Linked DNA regions of Mus musculus: all the other regions are linked to region 5. A link is a contact called in public Hi-C, HiChIP or PLAC-seq and promoter capture Hi-C data. All regions are on one chromosome and are shown on one strand. The core of a region is the stretch at or near the end of the contact, and the rest is flanking DNA. Distances in the headings are between cores, read along the strand shown.

What was found. A called contact is a pair of places that touch in the nucleus more often than the background predicts. HiChIP or PLAC-seq counts read pairs in DNA pulled down with a chosen protein or histone mark. Capture Hi-C pulls out chosen DNA fragments and counts their contacts.
Region 1: an H3K4me3 HiChIP or PLAC-seq map of forebrain shows a contact between it and region 5, with 12 times the contacts expected there. The contact joins the enhancer-like site here to the promoter of Pdcd5 in region 5. A contact is called at or near these places in 1 of 39 promoter capture datasets (cranial neural crest), 3 of 484 Hi-C or Micro-C datasets (B cells, the G1E-ER4 cell line and cardiomyocytes), 2 of 115 datasets of contacts at active chromatin or transcription factors (embryonic forebrain and forebrain) and 3 of 9 other capture datasets (adipose tissue, embryonic stem cells and liver).
Region 2: a Hi-C map of B cells shows a contact between it and region 5, with 5 read pairs. The contact joins the promoter of Pop4 here to the promoter of Pdcd5 in region 5. A contact is called at or near these places in 2 of 39 promoter capture datasets (embryonic stem cells and pre-B cells), 1 of 484 Hi-C or Micro-C datasets (B cells), 1 of 115 datasets of contacts at active chromatin or transcription factors (large pre-B cells) and 1 of 9 other capture datasets (liver).
Region 3: a promoter capture Hi-C map of liver shows a contact between it and region 5, with 2.5 times the contacts expected there. The contact joins the promoter of D530033B14Rik here to the promoter of Pdcd5 in region 5. A contact is called at or near these places in 5 of 39 promoter capture datasets (cranial neural crest, hippocampal neurons, maxillary cranial neural crest and 2 more), 1 of 484 Hi-C or Micro-C datasets (B cells), 2 of 115 datasets of contacts at active chromatin or transcription factors (acute myeloid leukemia and large pre-B cells) and 2 of 9 other capture datasets (adipose tissue and liver).
Region 4: a contact with region 5 is called in a Hi-C map of nephron progenitors, with 7 times the contacts expected there. The contact joins the promoter of Zfp536 here to the promoter of Pdcd5 in region 5. A contact is called at or near these places in 2 of 39 promoter capture datasets (cranial neural crest and hippocampal neurons), 3 of 484 Hi-C or Micro-C datasets (cardiomyocytes, muscle stem cells and nephron progenitors), 3 of 115 datasets of contacts at active chromatin or transcription factors (astrocytes, embryonic hindbrain and stem cell-derived neural progenitor cells) and 2 of 9 other capture datasets (embryonic stem cells and pancreatic islet).

What each region holds. Positions count from the first base shown.
Region 1 is chr7:38,084,492-38,087,191 of GRCm38.p6, forward strand. All of the region lies in intron 3 of Gm30771 (a long non-coding RNA gene), which reads left to right. Among named protein-coding and RNA genes, the nearest start is that of Ccne1, 22 kb to the right of the region's middle. Within about 2 kb of position 1,335, at least 189 of the 459 cell types and tissues checked have an H3K27ac peak or open chromatin away from gene starts, as enhancers often do. A contact at or near this core is called in B cells, the G1E-ER4 cell line, embryonic stem cells and 2 more, where this site is marked.
Region 2 is chr7:38,269,937-38,272,636 of GRCm38.p6, forward strand. It overlaps Pop4 (processing of precursor 4, ribonuclease P/MRP family, (S. cerevisiae)), which reads right to left and starts at 1,412. Exons shown (of 7, transcript NM_025390.4): 1 at 1,211-1,412. The coding sequence starts at 1,217.
Region 3 is chr7:38,182,408-38,185,107 of GRCm38.p6, forward strand. It overlaps D530033B14Rik (RIKEN cDNA D530033B14 gene), which reads right to left and starts at 1,375. Exons shown (of 1, transcript NR_165180.1): 1 at 165-1,375. It overlaps 1600014C10Rik (RIKEN cDNA 1600014C10 gene), which reads left to right and starts at 1,380. Exons shown (of 4, transcript NM_028166.3): 1 at 1,380-1,492.
Region 4 is chr7:37,768,472-37,771,171 of GRCm38.p6, forward strand. Zfp536 (zinc finger protein 536) reads right to left here and starts at 1,281. Exons shown (of 6, transcript NM_172385.2): 1 at 1,125-1,281.
Region 5 is chr7:35,646,197-35,648,896 of GRCm38.p6, forward strand. Pdcd5 (programmed cell death 5) reads right to left here and starts at 1,286. Exons shown (of 6, transcript NM_019746.4): 1 at 1,110-1,286. The coding sequence starts at 1,175.

The DNA.
Region 1 (2,700 bases), core at 85-2,584, 2.4 Mb after region 5:
GGACCCAGTGGGGTGGCGGTACGGTACAAGGACAGTTCGCTTCAGGGCTAGGTTCAATCCCTAGTATGAGAGAGAAAGAAGAGGGTGGGAAGTAACGGAGGAGAGAGATGGAAGAGAGGGAGAGAGGAAAAAGAGAAGGTGTAATGAGCTTCAATGGTATGACTGGTAAGGTATCAAAGACAAACAGGATGCCACAACAGGCCTGCACCGAACCAATCCAGAAGAAAGGGAGAAATAGCAGGAGGGCAAGGGAAGAGAATCCTGGAGAGCCCGTCTTTGCCCAAAACGCAGTGAAATGTGGGCGTCAATGTGTCCTTCTTAGTTCTACCTGGTTCAGCCTACACAGGGGCAGGACTAGGAACGTGGCGAAAGCAGGTCTGAAAGCTGTACAGCTTGGTGTGCCTGCGCATGCGCCGGACCCCAGCGCCACCGCCCAGCTCTCTTCAGCCCCGCCCACGCGACGCCCTGCCTAGAGCCTGCGCTCACACTTGGCCCCGCCCGTGACCGTCCAGTCCCGCCCCCCTCGCGGTGCGCGAGGAAGCCACGAGGAGGCCCAAAGTCCCGCCTACCCAGAGATCCACCTACGCTTTGGCTCTGTTACAGAGGCGCTTTGCGTTAGCTCGACGCCGCGCAGCCGCAGAGGACATGGGGCGGGGACAGGGGCGGGGTCGGATCGGAGGCGGAGGCTGGGTGGGCGGGCCCTGGAGTCACGTGTGTAAACACGCCGCACGTGGAGCTCAGCCTGAGCCAGAAGGGCGGGGCTGCGGGTTCCGAAGGAGGAGGCGGGTAAGGTGCGCGCGCGCGCGCGCATGGAGGTCTTGGGCGGCGCGGGACTGGGGCGGCCTGGTTCTGTCCCCAACTTCAGTTTCTTTATCCCGCTGCATTGGTGAGAGCTGTGACCAAGGCAGGCCCAGCCCTAGGGGACGAAACCCCCCTACATAATAACCCCACTACGTGCGCGCTCTCCCATTTCACAGATGAAGTAAAGAAACTTGCTCCAAGCCACGTGGCTGGAAAGTGGCGCCACCAAGATCTGCCCTGGACAGCAGGGCTCCTGGGCCTTGCTTTGTGGCTTGCGTGGCAAGAGGTTCTGGGCTCCGACTCCTACGTTCTGCCCTTGCCCTAAGGGCTACATTTGGTCTGGCTAACATGGCGAGGCCTATTGCTCCGTGCACAATGAGGTGACAGGGGTGCCTGCTCCCCCAGCTAGCAGTCTAGAGACGGGCGCAGGCCAAACCGTCGACCATGGTTTCCGTCTGGGTGTGGCTGGAACACTGCGGTGGGGTCCGGACACCTGAGCCTGCATCACTGCTCCTTACACAGCTCCTCCTCCATTTCTTTGCCCCTTTCTTCTCCCCGAGCCGCACAGAGCCCCTTTCAGAGGCGACGCCCAGTGCAGCGGGTTCCTACCCTTCTGCCCCAAAGGGCCTCCTTTCCTCTCCTCCTCGTCCTCCTCCTCTCCCATCTGTGCCGCGTGACCGGGGGGAGGCGCCGTACCGGGCGCAGTCCAGGCGTGGGGCCCAGCCAAGCTGTCATCCCGGACTGGCGGGCCCGAGGAGGCCTAAAAGGGGGGACCCGAGTGCTTGGGACTGGTAGGAAGCGTGCTCCAGGCAGAAAGGCTGAGCTGCCAGCAGTCCCGGAGAGGAATGCGCGCCCTCTTCAGGCTTAAGCGGCTAGGTCCTGCGGCCCTGAAAACCCATACCTGGGCCCCTCCCAATTTTGGGTTTGAGGGTTCAGGAGCTTGTTAATGGGACATTCCATTAATCTAAGGCTAAGGCTCCGAGGCAGCTCAATGTAGCTGTAGGCCCTGAAGCCAGGCTCAGTGTCTGACCTTGGGCAAATTGCTGAGCCTCCGTTTTGTTCAGTTTCTCCAGATTCATTTACCAACATTCCAGCCTCAATATGTCCCTCTGAGATGATGCTTTTGTTTTTAATCTCCCCATGCCCTCTAACTAGTGCCCTTGCACATTCAACCACGTGTGTTGTGCCCGTGCTTCCCAGAACAGCCATGGGGTTTTGGGCTCACTCCGTGTGGTTTGCTCCGTGGTGCACAAAGGCTTTCTGTAGAGAATTTGGAGTTTTGGCTAGGGAAGACCCTCCTTCGGACTGCCTCTTTACTCTGAGTGAAGTTGAGGAAAAGGTATATGGAAGCCAAAACACTGGGAGCCCTAGGACACAGCGGAAAGGAAGAATTAACAGAACCCTGCTGAGTTGTGCCCAACCCCGAGGCTATGGGGGTAGGCCTGCTTCTCCAAGCCAGTCACTGAAACTGCGTAATGGAGCTAGCAACTTCTGGGGAGTGGGTGACCATGGCTTCCCAGTTACAGCTAGAGTCCTGCTGTGAAATGCAGGATGCCGCTGTTCAGCAGCTCACCTCTGTTGTTGTTCAGGCCTTAACCAGGTTCTGTGCTATTTCTGTATCTGCTGCTTTTGCCAGACCACTGACAGCCGCCCCCTCCCTCCCTTCAACCCCCACCCCCCACCTCAACCCCCACCCCCACCCCCACCCCCTGCTTCTGTGGTGTCAGGTAGTTCCGATGATGAGTTCTGCCCCAGGGACTGATTCATGCCACATGCCTGTCCTGCCCTAGCTCCACATTCCTTGACCACTGTGATTAAGGACCATTCATTCAGCTTGATACTCTGAGAGGGAAGTTCTGGCCGGCAGGAATGTCAGCCTAAAAGATACTGGAAAATAGC
Region 2 (2,700 bases), core at 162-2,661, 2.6 Mb after region 5:
ATACTATCTTCATGATGATGAAACCTCTTTAAACCTCCACAATCCTGTTTCTTATTTGTTTGGAGGCAATCATCATGGTGGCACTGGGGCAGAGACTACAGGAGTAAATGGGAAAAGGAAGGGCCCATGACCAGAAAGTGCAGTTCACACTACACCCTATACACTGCACTTCTGAGCTGGGTGTGGCGGCACACATGGTTGATCCATCCCATTACTTGAGAGGTAGAGGCCGAGCTGGTTCACACGGTGAGCTCCAGGCTAGTCAGGAGTACATAGCTGACTTTATCCCAACAGCAACAATAAGAAACAAACAAACAAACAAACAATCCATCTCTGTCTCCCTGAGTATATGCTTGACCCAAGCAAACAAACCAAGGTACCACAAGTTTTATATACAGAATCTAGCTCTCTCTTGAACAATGGATCAAGATTGAACTTTATTGTGATAAACATGCAGGGGCTGGAATCCCAGGAAGAACTTTGTTTTATTTACCCCAGATGCCTCGCATCAAAGTTGAAAGTCTTTCTGCAACATGCAGTAGGTGTGGGACACTCACAGCTTGTCAAGCGGTTGGTTGAGTGAGTGTGCATATATATTATCTTAATGTCATTAATCTTTCTAAGCAATTTTTAACAGTAGCTCTTCTTTGTTATGCACATAATAAAGTGGTAGCTGAGACACGCTAAGAAACTTGTTCTCAGACAAAAAGGGCATGAATCACCAAATCAGAGGCAATATCTTTACCTCTCTCCTCTAGTACTGCCCCAGTGCTTGGCTGCCCTTCTGGGCACAGCTCTTTTCGGCTCAAATTCCAAAGCCTTAGGTGTACGATACTGCCCCTCAGCAGCTTTTTACAGGGGCAAGGGTGAAAACCAGGTGGCAGAGGGGTGCAGGTCCTTGACAGAAGTTATACGGGAAGGTAGTAGCTAGGTCCGGTCAAGAACTTGGACCCATCTCTTCTAGTTCCCCCGAGAGGCCCCTGAGGAGAGCACACAAACTCGATCCTGACATTTATTCCTAGCTAAGAGACTGAGACGGCGGATTCAGACTCCGGGCCTCCATTTCTTTTGTGTACTAAGGTAATTCCCTGGAAGTTGCCTTAGGACTCTGTTGAGACAGGTATCCCTGATTCATTTCCCAAGCCAACTTCTAGTTCCGAGGTTCTATATTCCCACCCCGGCCCCGCTCCGCGTCCCTCATCCCACTTACCCTTCATTGTCGGCCAGCTTCCGGAGCTCTCTGGCGATGTCTCCTTCAGGCCTCACTCATTCCTTTCCTTTCTTCGCTTTGTTCAGCGGCTTTCTCCCGCCGGGACGCTGCTTTTTTGTTTAAAATTCCACTGGAAAAATCCGATAAGCCCAAGAGACAATTAACAAAGTGCACGGACTTGCTCCACCCTGCGTCAGGGGATGGCGACCAGATTTCGGATCGGGCGCCTCTCTGACGTCATTGACGCGACGGCATCTGTGTGCGTCCGTCACTGGCACAGGCTCTGTGGTTGAGAGAGGAGCGGATTTTGCGGGTCTGCTGTGGTGTTCAGTATGCAAGTGTCTGTAACTGGAGTAGTCGTGTTGGGGGGTCAGGATTAATGAAATGTAGCGAGAGCAAGCTGCCATAGAGAGGACGCGAGGGAGATTGGGGACGAGGGAGGGCACAAGTTGGCCGGGGATATCGGCGGTAACGACTGTGGGATTCCTTTTTTTTTTTTTTTAAGCAAGAGGCTTACAGTGTTGCCCTGGGTAATCTAGAATTTACTCCCGAGAATACTAGTCATATTTTGTACTGGTGGCCGGGGGTATTTAGTCCTGTTTCTGCTACTAAATACTTTTATGACCTCGTTCAAAGGTCTTTTTCCTATTAGTAAAGAAAAAGAGTAGGTTTATTTGCTATCGGATGCAAGAAGGTAGAGACGTGTAGTTAGTGTAGCTAGTATAACAAAAGTTACATTTTATTATGCAAACGGTCATTTCATAGGTTCACCCCCTAAATTCCTAACTACCTAAGCCTATCTCCCCAAGGCTACCCTCCTGTGTGACTTATCTTAGCTGAAGGTCAGGTCCAGTCTCCAACAGAAGTTTTTGATTGGAGTGTCAGATTACTCTCCAGCCGCAGGGCAGATGAAGGTGGCTTCTCTTCAGTTGTGCAGAGCAGAGCATTGCTCTTGGTGCCCACTAATACACTGTCCACTGGGTGTCATGGGGTTCTAGGACTGTGTCTAGTTGTCTTGAGTGATGTAACTGGGTTCTGGTTATCAGGTGCTGCCTTGGGTGTACTGGGGTTCCTTAATTAAACGTTTTACATGGGGTTCCTTAGTTAAACGTTTTACATGTCTAAAAGGCACCTATCTTCTTCTTCTTCTCTCTCTCTTTCTTTCTTTCTTTCTTTCTTTCTTTCTTTCTTTCTTTCTTTCTTTCTTTCTTCTCTTTCTTCTCTCTCTCTCTCTCTCTCTCTCTCTCTCTCTCTCTCTCTCTCTCTCTCTCTCTCTCTCCCTCCCTCCCTCCCTCCCTCCCTCCCTCCCTCCCTTCCTTTCTTTCCTGTGCTCATTGCATCTTACCCCATTGGTCTCAAAATGTTTGCTCTTTTAAAAAATTGATTCTTTTTCACTGAAGACAGTGTCCCAGACACTTGCTTTGTGGTCTAGGCTGAGCTTGAAAGTGCAACATTCCTGCCTGGCCTTCTGGAGCATTGGAATTTATAGT
Region 3 (2,700 bases), core at 125-2,624, 2.5 Mb after region 5:
CTGCACCTGGTAGCTAGCCTCAAATTGTTGAGCTTTCTGCCTCAGAAGGAGCTCTATCTGAGTAACAGGATTGTGGATGTACACACACCTACTGTGCACCTCTTTCACAGACGGCCTCAGCCGCTACTGGCTGTCTAGGAACACTTCTAGGTGTCAGGGTGATAATTTTAGGGCTTTATTCATCGTCGGTGTGGATGTCTTATAGCCTAGTCTCTATTCTCCACTGAACTTTCCTGTTCCCATCATTGCTACATACTTCTGATATTTAGGCAAAGGAGAAAACAAGCGAGTCCGGTTCTCGACCTTGCCACCAGAGGGCGCTGCCCGCGGGGGACATTGAAGCGCCTCACCTCATAGCTCCACAGAGAGCAAGGAGCTAATCTATTCTTAGCCTCAGTTAACTTTGGCTCTTGAAAGTCACCCAAACTCGGGCAAAAGCTCCTACTCGAAAACGCACAGACTTTTCCACTCCAGCCAGGAGAATCTTGATGTTAAAAGGGGTTCGAGGCCTTCTAAGAAGACAGAAAAGAAGAAATAATATGGCCCTGCACAGATCATCTGTATGCCCGCAGCAGCTCTCCACCCCCACCTGGCAGATCGCGCTAGGGGCCACTTGGACCTAGACTGGAGTTCGCTCGCCACACTCTCTATTTGGGTGGCATTGGCTAGCCCAGTCCCTCTGTATCTAGTTTGTCACTGACAACCGTGCGTACTCAAGACTTTGCTCAGGGTTAAAGTTCAGTATTGGGAGAGATACCAGATTTGGCATATTTTCAGGCCAGCCCTAGAGTCCTTGGGACCAGGGGGCGGGGACTGCTCCCTAGGCCTCTCTGGATTTTTCTGTTACTCTGCTCTCTTTCTGAGTGGCTCCCTTTGCCCTGCAAGTGGAGTGGGCTCTGTTCTGGTCTTAGGAGGTCTGAAAGCTATACCAGCCCCTGCGCGTCCCACGCAGGCCCCAGCGTTAATTAACCAGCAGTCGCTCCTGACAGCCAAGCCCCTCTATCATCTCCCAGGTCCAGGACCCTGTGGGAGAAAGGGTCCGGCAAGTCACAGACCCAGCCAGCGCAAAGGGCGATCGAGGAGAACCTTCCAGGAACCGTCCCAGATCCTAAACGTGAGGTTGGGCACTGAGTGGGGTGGCCAGGCGGAGAGGAAGTGGGGGCAGCGGGTCCTCGCGACACAGAGTCCCCTCCCAGATGCTCCCCATTTCCGCAGGCACAGAGCTTCCTAGCCTGGGTCTTGGTGTCAGTCAATCAGACGCTGGGGCGCGGAAGGGACGCCTCGCCCCGCCATCAAGATCTTTCCCCAGGCCTGTCCCATCTTGAGGACCCAGACTCATGGGGACCCAGAGCTCGGCGACCCGGAAGGCCGGCGGAGCCGGAAGGTGGGAGGGCGGAGCCAGGGTGGCGGTGGCCTGTGAACGCCTCTCTGGAGCTGGCAGAGCAGAGCCGGCCTCAGTGCCTTGGCGGTCCCAGACTCCAGCTCGGTAAAGGTGCGCGCGGGGAAGCCGGGGTCTGCGAAGCCGGTCGGGGACCCTACGGTGTCAGGCCCAGTGCTAGAGCTGTTCATCTCAATGCAAAGGACCTGAGACACTGAAGGCCTAAGCTGCAGCGCCGAGGTTGGAGTAGTCAGCAGCTCCGTGCGCTTCCAGCCGCAACCTGGATGCTTGGGAGTGCGCGTGCGCGGTGCGGTGTCTTCCCACAGTTTATGCCTTCTGCCTAGCGGACTGCTGTGCTTGGCCCAGAGAGGGAGGAAATCTGGGCTCTAGCTTAGGGATGGCCAGGAATGAATGTCAGGGGATCAAAGGGCCAGATTAATTGGAGCTGTTGTTGAAAAACGTTCTTCTATGACTAAGTAGATAAGGTGCATGCATGGCCGGGTGCAGAGGGCACGGTGCTGCTGAGTGATGGGTGTCAGTTAACTCTGCGAGCTATGTAGCGAACCTACCACTGACCACTTCTGATCTTTCAAGAGAAATTAGGAAGATCTAAGATATATGTAAGATTGTATTATTGCTGTTAGTTTGAGACTGGGTCTCACTATGTAACCTTCACTGGTCTTGATCTGGGAGTCCTACCATAGCCTCCCCCATGCTGGGGTTATGGGAGGGAGCCAGCACACCCTCGATATCTTCTTATTTTTAAATACCAACAATCAAGTAAGTAAACAACTTAGTAGGCTGGAAGAACAGGGTGATGAACTTCACAGAGGACAGAGTACAACTGGGGAATTCCAGACAGGGGAGCAAATATTGCTATTTGGCCAAAGACCTGTTTTCCACTCAGTTTCTGTTTGTTTCTCCCTGCAGCCTCCCCTTACCCACCCCCTACCCCTGACACATTTCCTCCCTCTACTCTGGGGATTTGAATCCCAGCTTCGTCTAAGATTGCTATAAAGAACATGGAGCCCCCTGTTACTCTGAGGCCTCCTCCTCTGTTCCTCACAACTTGATTGGACTCAGGTCAGGCTGCTGTCCAAAGGTTTGAGTTTTTCACCTCCTCTGTGTATGGGAGCCCTGCTGTCATCTTCCCTCCAGTCTGGGTGACTATAGGACATCAGGGCTCCCAGTTAGCTTTTGTCTTCCCTATGGCTGGCAGATGGACTTCCGGTGAACAGGACCTGTTTTGAGGACAGCATTATTGAAGTCGTTCTGCTCCCGTGGGAAGGTCCTGTCTTCTGCGCCCCCCATCTCTTCCTCGC
Region 4 (2,700 bases), core at 31-2,530, 2.1 Mb after region 5:
AGAGTGCTATCATTACCAACAACTCAGCCAGGCGGGTAATGGTGAGATCAAGAGACATTTGCACCGCTATCAGGATGACATCATAGCTAAAGCAGCCTTCAGCCAAAGCCCTAGGCTCTCTTAGAGTAGAGGCCAAAGGGCTATGGGGGGAGGTGCCCCCCCCCCGCAACTCCCAGAGCTGGAAGCTGAGTCTCAGGCCCCTGCCATGCAGGGTGGTGGGCCTTGCCCACAGCCAAGTTCCCAGGCAGGCCCAGAAATGGGAAAGACAGCTGGAGTCTTCTCCAACGCAATCTACTTTCCCCCTCCATCCTGCTCACTGCAAATAATACTACTAATAATAACATAGTATGCATTTTTTTCAACAATTTGAAATTGTGAAGCCATTTCCCTGACCAGGGTGGAGCCGGCATGCCATGCCCGCAGCTACATCTCTGCTGTAGAATTGATAGCATTTCCAACCGAATTGTCAATCTGTTGGTGGTGACCCTCTCTTAGGCAAAACAGCTCTCACTCCATTTTTTTCAAGCAATAGAAACAGAGGACGCTGAAGGGGAAGGCAGACTGGAAAGGAAGCCTTCCTACTCTTGTTTTGGTTGCTTTTCTTCCTTTTAAAGCCCAGCAAAACACAGGGGCGCACACGCGAGCGCACGCACACCCTGAGACACAAACCTTAGAATAATGGGGGAGGCATTTGGCGACAAACTGCATCAGCGGCGCGGCGCGACAGGCAACCAACCCCGCTCACTCGCAGCTCAGCTCTCCAAGCCGCGGCAGCGACGGTGGCGGTGGCGGCGGCGACAGAGACCCGTCACCCTCCCAAAGAACCCCTATGCTCAACTCTCAACTGTGTCCCCAAGATCTCCTCTTCAGGCTCGCCTCAACTATGCGCGTGGCCCAGTCACCTCACCTCGCCGGAAAAGTGGAGAGACAGGGTTGGGAGTTGTGTTTAAAAAAAAAAAAAAAAACAGCAAAAAAACAAAACAAAACAAAAAGTTCCTCGAACATCCAGCCCAGCAGATGCAATTCTCCCGCCCGCTGCACACTCTCCCCGAGCCGGCCGGGCACTCGCCCCCAGCACTGCGCCCTCACCTCGGGGCGCGCGGAGGGCACCGCAGGGCACTTACTTGGCACTTGCTTTTGAGTGTGCAGGTCGTCGCGGTTTTCACTTGGGTTTTCAAATAAGTTTCAGGGAGGAAGGAGGCAAAAAAAAAAATCCAATTATGCAAATGGACTCCGGCCGGGGGAGGCGCGCGTTGAATCTGACGCTGCTACTGTATGAGTTCTTGGAGCAGCCCCGGCCCGGCAGATTTATGGGGGCGCGTCACGGCTACGCCAGGTCCCGCCGCCGGAGCATCTCGAAGTTAATTAAAGCGGTAATGTCCACTTTCCTGGCGACCCTCCGTGCGTGGGTTTACTATTTCACCCTCCAACACGACCCAGGAGGGGACACTGATGTGCCCCCCACGCCCCTCTTCTTTCTCTCTTCTTCCCCCTCTTCTGCCTCTCTCTTTCTCTCCCTCCTTTTTCCTCTCTTTAAGTCGCCTGCTTTGCACTCAGTGAACAATGAACAAAGATGTGAGTGATGGGGAAAGATCGCCCCCCTCCCAGCCCAAGCAGTGAGCGAAGCTGGTCTCAAAGTCAAAATCCAGTTGTTAAAAACTGAGAAAGAAAACCAGGGTCTCCACGCTAAGCTCCCTTTCTACACACACGTACACACGCACGCACACATATGAGCAAGCACACCCCACCCCAAGTTCACCTAAGCCCTGCCTGGAGACCTAGGGACCGTGGGGGAAAAGCCAAGGCCCCGGCGCGCGGGGATGCCCAACTCGCGGTGGACACGAGGGGACAGCAGGGACAGGGGAGCTGTGCTCGCTCCGGCCAAGATCATTTCCCGCGCCCCTCCCAGTCTACTGCCCCCACCACTACCCACCGGCCCCCTCCCAACGTCTACACCGAGAGGCCTGGCCCCACGGCCCCGCTCCGGCTGCAGCCGGCCGGATGCGCTCAGCAAACGCGGCCCCTGTCGGATTTCTGCTAAACTGCAGAGCGGCGGCGGCGACTGCCCAGAGAAGCGCAGGAGGAACCCAAGGCCAGCTCGGCGCGCACTCACCCTGCTAGCCCGCTAGTCCTAAAGCCGGTGCCCCGGGCCGCCCACCCGCGCGCACCTCAGAGGATGCACACGCACAGCGCGCTCGAGCCCCGCAGGCAGGGACCGCACGTAGCCGCCGTTATTTTCCGCTCAAGTGAAAACTAAGGCGGCTGACGAATCACGTCTCCTGCGAGGCACCCGTTAGACAAAACAATATCCTGCAAACAAAACCCGGCCACCGCTGCCACCCGCGCGCCAGGCCGGGACCCCGCCCTGCTCCTCCCAGGCCCCAGCCCCTGGCTTCTGCCCGCACCGACCCCAGCCTTCCAGGCTTGCATCCTTCCAGGAAAGAACTCGGGGACTTGAGTGTGCGCTCACCAAGAGGCGGACAAACAGGAAGGACTCACAAACCGGGAGTGAAAAATGGGGGCCACTTAACTTTCCACCTGTCCCTAGAGAAACCTTGCGGGGAATTTTCTCCGAAGAGTTGGTCTCTCTCTCTCTCTCTCTCTCTCTCTCTCTCTCTCTCTCTCTCTCTCTCTCTCCTTTTCTCTCTCTAACTTCCACAGCGCTAATTTCCACCTTCCCTCACTTCTCATACCTTCATG
Region 5 (2,700 bases), core at 36-2,535:
TTTTTACCTTTTAATGGAGTGGAACTTCAAAAGAAGAGAGAAGAACACATGGGTCAGGGAAAGGTGGGGTGAGGCACATTTGTCACCATAGTTAGCACTTAGGAGACACAAGAATCTCAAGTTACCGGCCAGCCTGGGCTATAAACAGAGACCGTATTCAAAATAAAGTAAAATACCAAATAAATGAAAACAAAAATAAAGGGCTTATTCGATATTCTTTCTGCTATAATAGGTTCCCGAGGTGGAAACTGGACCTCACCAAAAAAAAAAAAAAAAAAAAAAAAAAAAAATCAATAAGTCAGTTTCCATTTGCAATGTTGTGTTCGTTTTATTAAATAAGGGCTGAGGGTGGAACTCAGGGAAGAGAGGGTGTTGTGTATGCTAGGTAAGCACTGTGGCCCAGGCTAACCCCCACTCCCAGCCCCACATTTCCCAAGCGTCTCAAGTCACAATCTAAAAGAATGTTTGAGAACGCACACATTCCTGAAAAGGCCCCGGTATCATGGAGCCCTATTTTTAACCAGTGAGAAGACTGGAAAAAAGAGACCCTGGCTTGGCACGAAAGATGCTGGCTCAAAGGCTCAAATGCTTGCCACTGAGGTCACCCACCACCACTAGCGTTTGTCCCAAGGCAAGTTTACAACCCGCTACTCCCTCCTAGCCGGCACCGCAGGGGCTGAGCACCATCTCTGGAGTCCGCGGTTCGACTCCCGCCCGGGGAGGCGCTGTCAGAGCGGCGTCCTCCGCACCAGAGCTCAGAGGATCCCCCTCTACACAGCGCGGGCTTCCGGTCGGCAAGACCCCCCCCAATCCGAGGACACCCCAATCCCGGCGAGGATCGCCTGAGGCTCGACGGCAGCGAAAACCGAGACTTGGGGGGTGGGGTGGGGGGTGACTCGAAGGCGCGCACACCCCAACCCGCACAAGCCTCACGCGGGACCCTACGGCAGCCGAGGAGGCGGCGGTGACCTCCGGGGACACCCCCATCCCCGTGGGCACACACACGTTGCCATGGGGTACGCGGAAGCCGGGGTCCCACGAGCAAACGCCGAGAGCCTGTGCCTGGGGCGAGGGCGTCACCTCGCCCGCCCGCCCGCTCGCTCACTCACTCCATGCTTGGCCTGCAACTCGGCCAGCCTCTGCTTCCTCAGCGCCTCAAGTTCTTCGTCCGCCATGGCGCGGCTGTCCCACGTCGCGCAGGCGCAGCGGCCGTCGGGGGTCGCGCAGCCGCAGCCGCCCTCCGGTACACTCGGTTGGAATCGCTTCGGCCGGAGACTCGAGCCCGGCGCCTTCGACTGCGCAGACGCGAGTGATGCTCAGGCATCAAAAGTCGAGTGCCGAGTTGGGGCTGCCGGGCCTCGGCCAGGGTGCCTTGCAGAGGACCGATCCTGCGATGGGAAAAGGGGCAGAACCTCTAAGAGGGCGCTTGTGGGTTCCCAGGCTCTGAACTGCGCGTTAACACGCCCCACCCTAATGATTCCTAGGACTGGCAATGGCGCAGTTCTGCAAGGTGTAAACTCCTTAGTCGACGCCCTGTCTGCTTTACCCCAACCCCCAAGGGCCTTTGCTGAGAAGATGCTGTGTGTGTGAGTGTGTGTGTGAACTATGGCAATACACACACACACACACACACACACACACACACCCTGATTTTGGAGTGAGGGTCCCAGTAAGGGATGGAGTGGGTGGAAAAAAAAACTGCTCAATTCTCCAATCCTGTGACTTGCTTATGGTATATGTATTTTAATTTTTCCAAATACATCTAACCATTTTCATTATATATATATATGGAGGTAAGGGATGAGTGAGCCTGAGGAGACAAACATTGGACCCCTGGAGTTGGAGTTCCAAGCAACTGTGAGTCACCTGATATTGGGTTGAGAATCGAATTCTGGTGCTCTGGAAGACTAATACACACTTTTAACCACTGAGCCATCCCTCTAGCCCATATACCTACATCCACCCTGTTGAGCAATGGCTACTCTCTATAAATTTTTCATCATTACAAACTGGCACCCACTCACTAAATAGAAATTATTTATTATCCCTGGTTCCCATTACAAAACAATGTTCTGTCTGTATAAAATTGCCTATTCAAGCACTATTTATTTATGGCTGGCATATTTGACCAATCATATACCACCTTCAAGTTTTTTATCCATGTTGTACCATGAGACAGAACTTCATTCTTGATTGGATTTGGTGGGTGTGTGCCTTTAAAGTCGGCCAATCCAGGGGCGTCTGAGGCAGGAGGATCTGGAATTGAAGACCAGCTTGCCATTACATAGTGAGACTTTGGCTCCAACCAAACAAGCTCTCCCCTCCCCCATTTCATTATTTCCTGGCTGAACATATTTACTGTACAAAGCACATTAGATGTATTCATCAGTTTAACCTTGTTCACTTTTTGCTTAGTGTGAGTAAAGCCACTATCAATGCATGTGTTCAAATGCCTGCCTGCAATCCTGCCTTCAGTTATTTTAAATATGTATCTATGGATGGAATTGCTGTGTTAGGGACTGTGGTGGTTTGAAAGAAAATGGCCCCCAGAGGCTCTTAGGGAGTGGCACAGTTAGGAGGTGTGCCTTGTCGTAGGTGTGTCTCGGTTGGAAGGAAGTGTTTTTCTGGGACTCTGAGGTTTCAAGTGTGCTCACGCCATAGTGTTACTTTCCCTGCTGCTCGCCTATTGATGCAGAACTC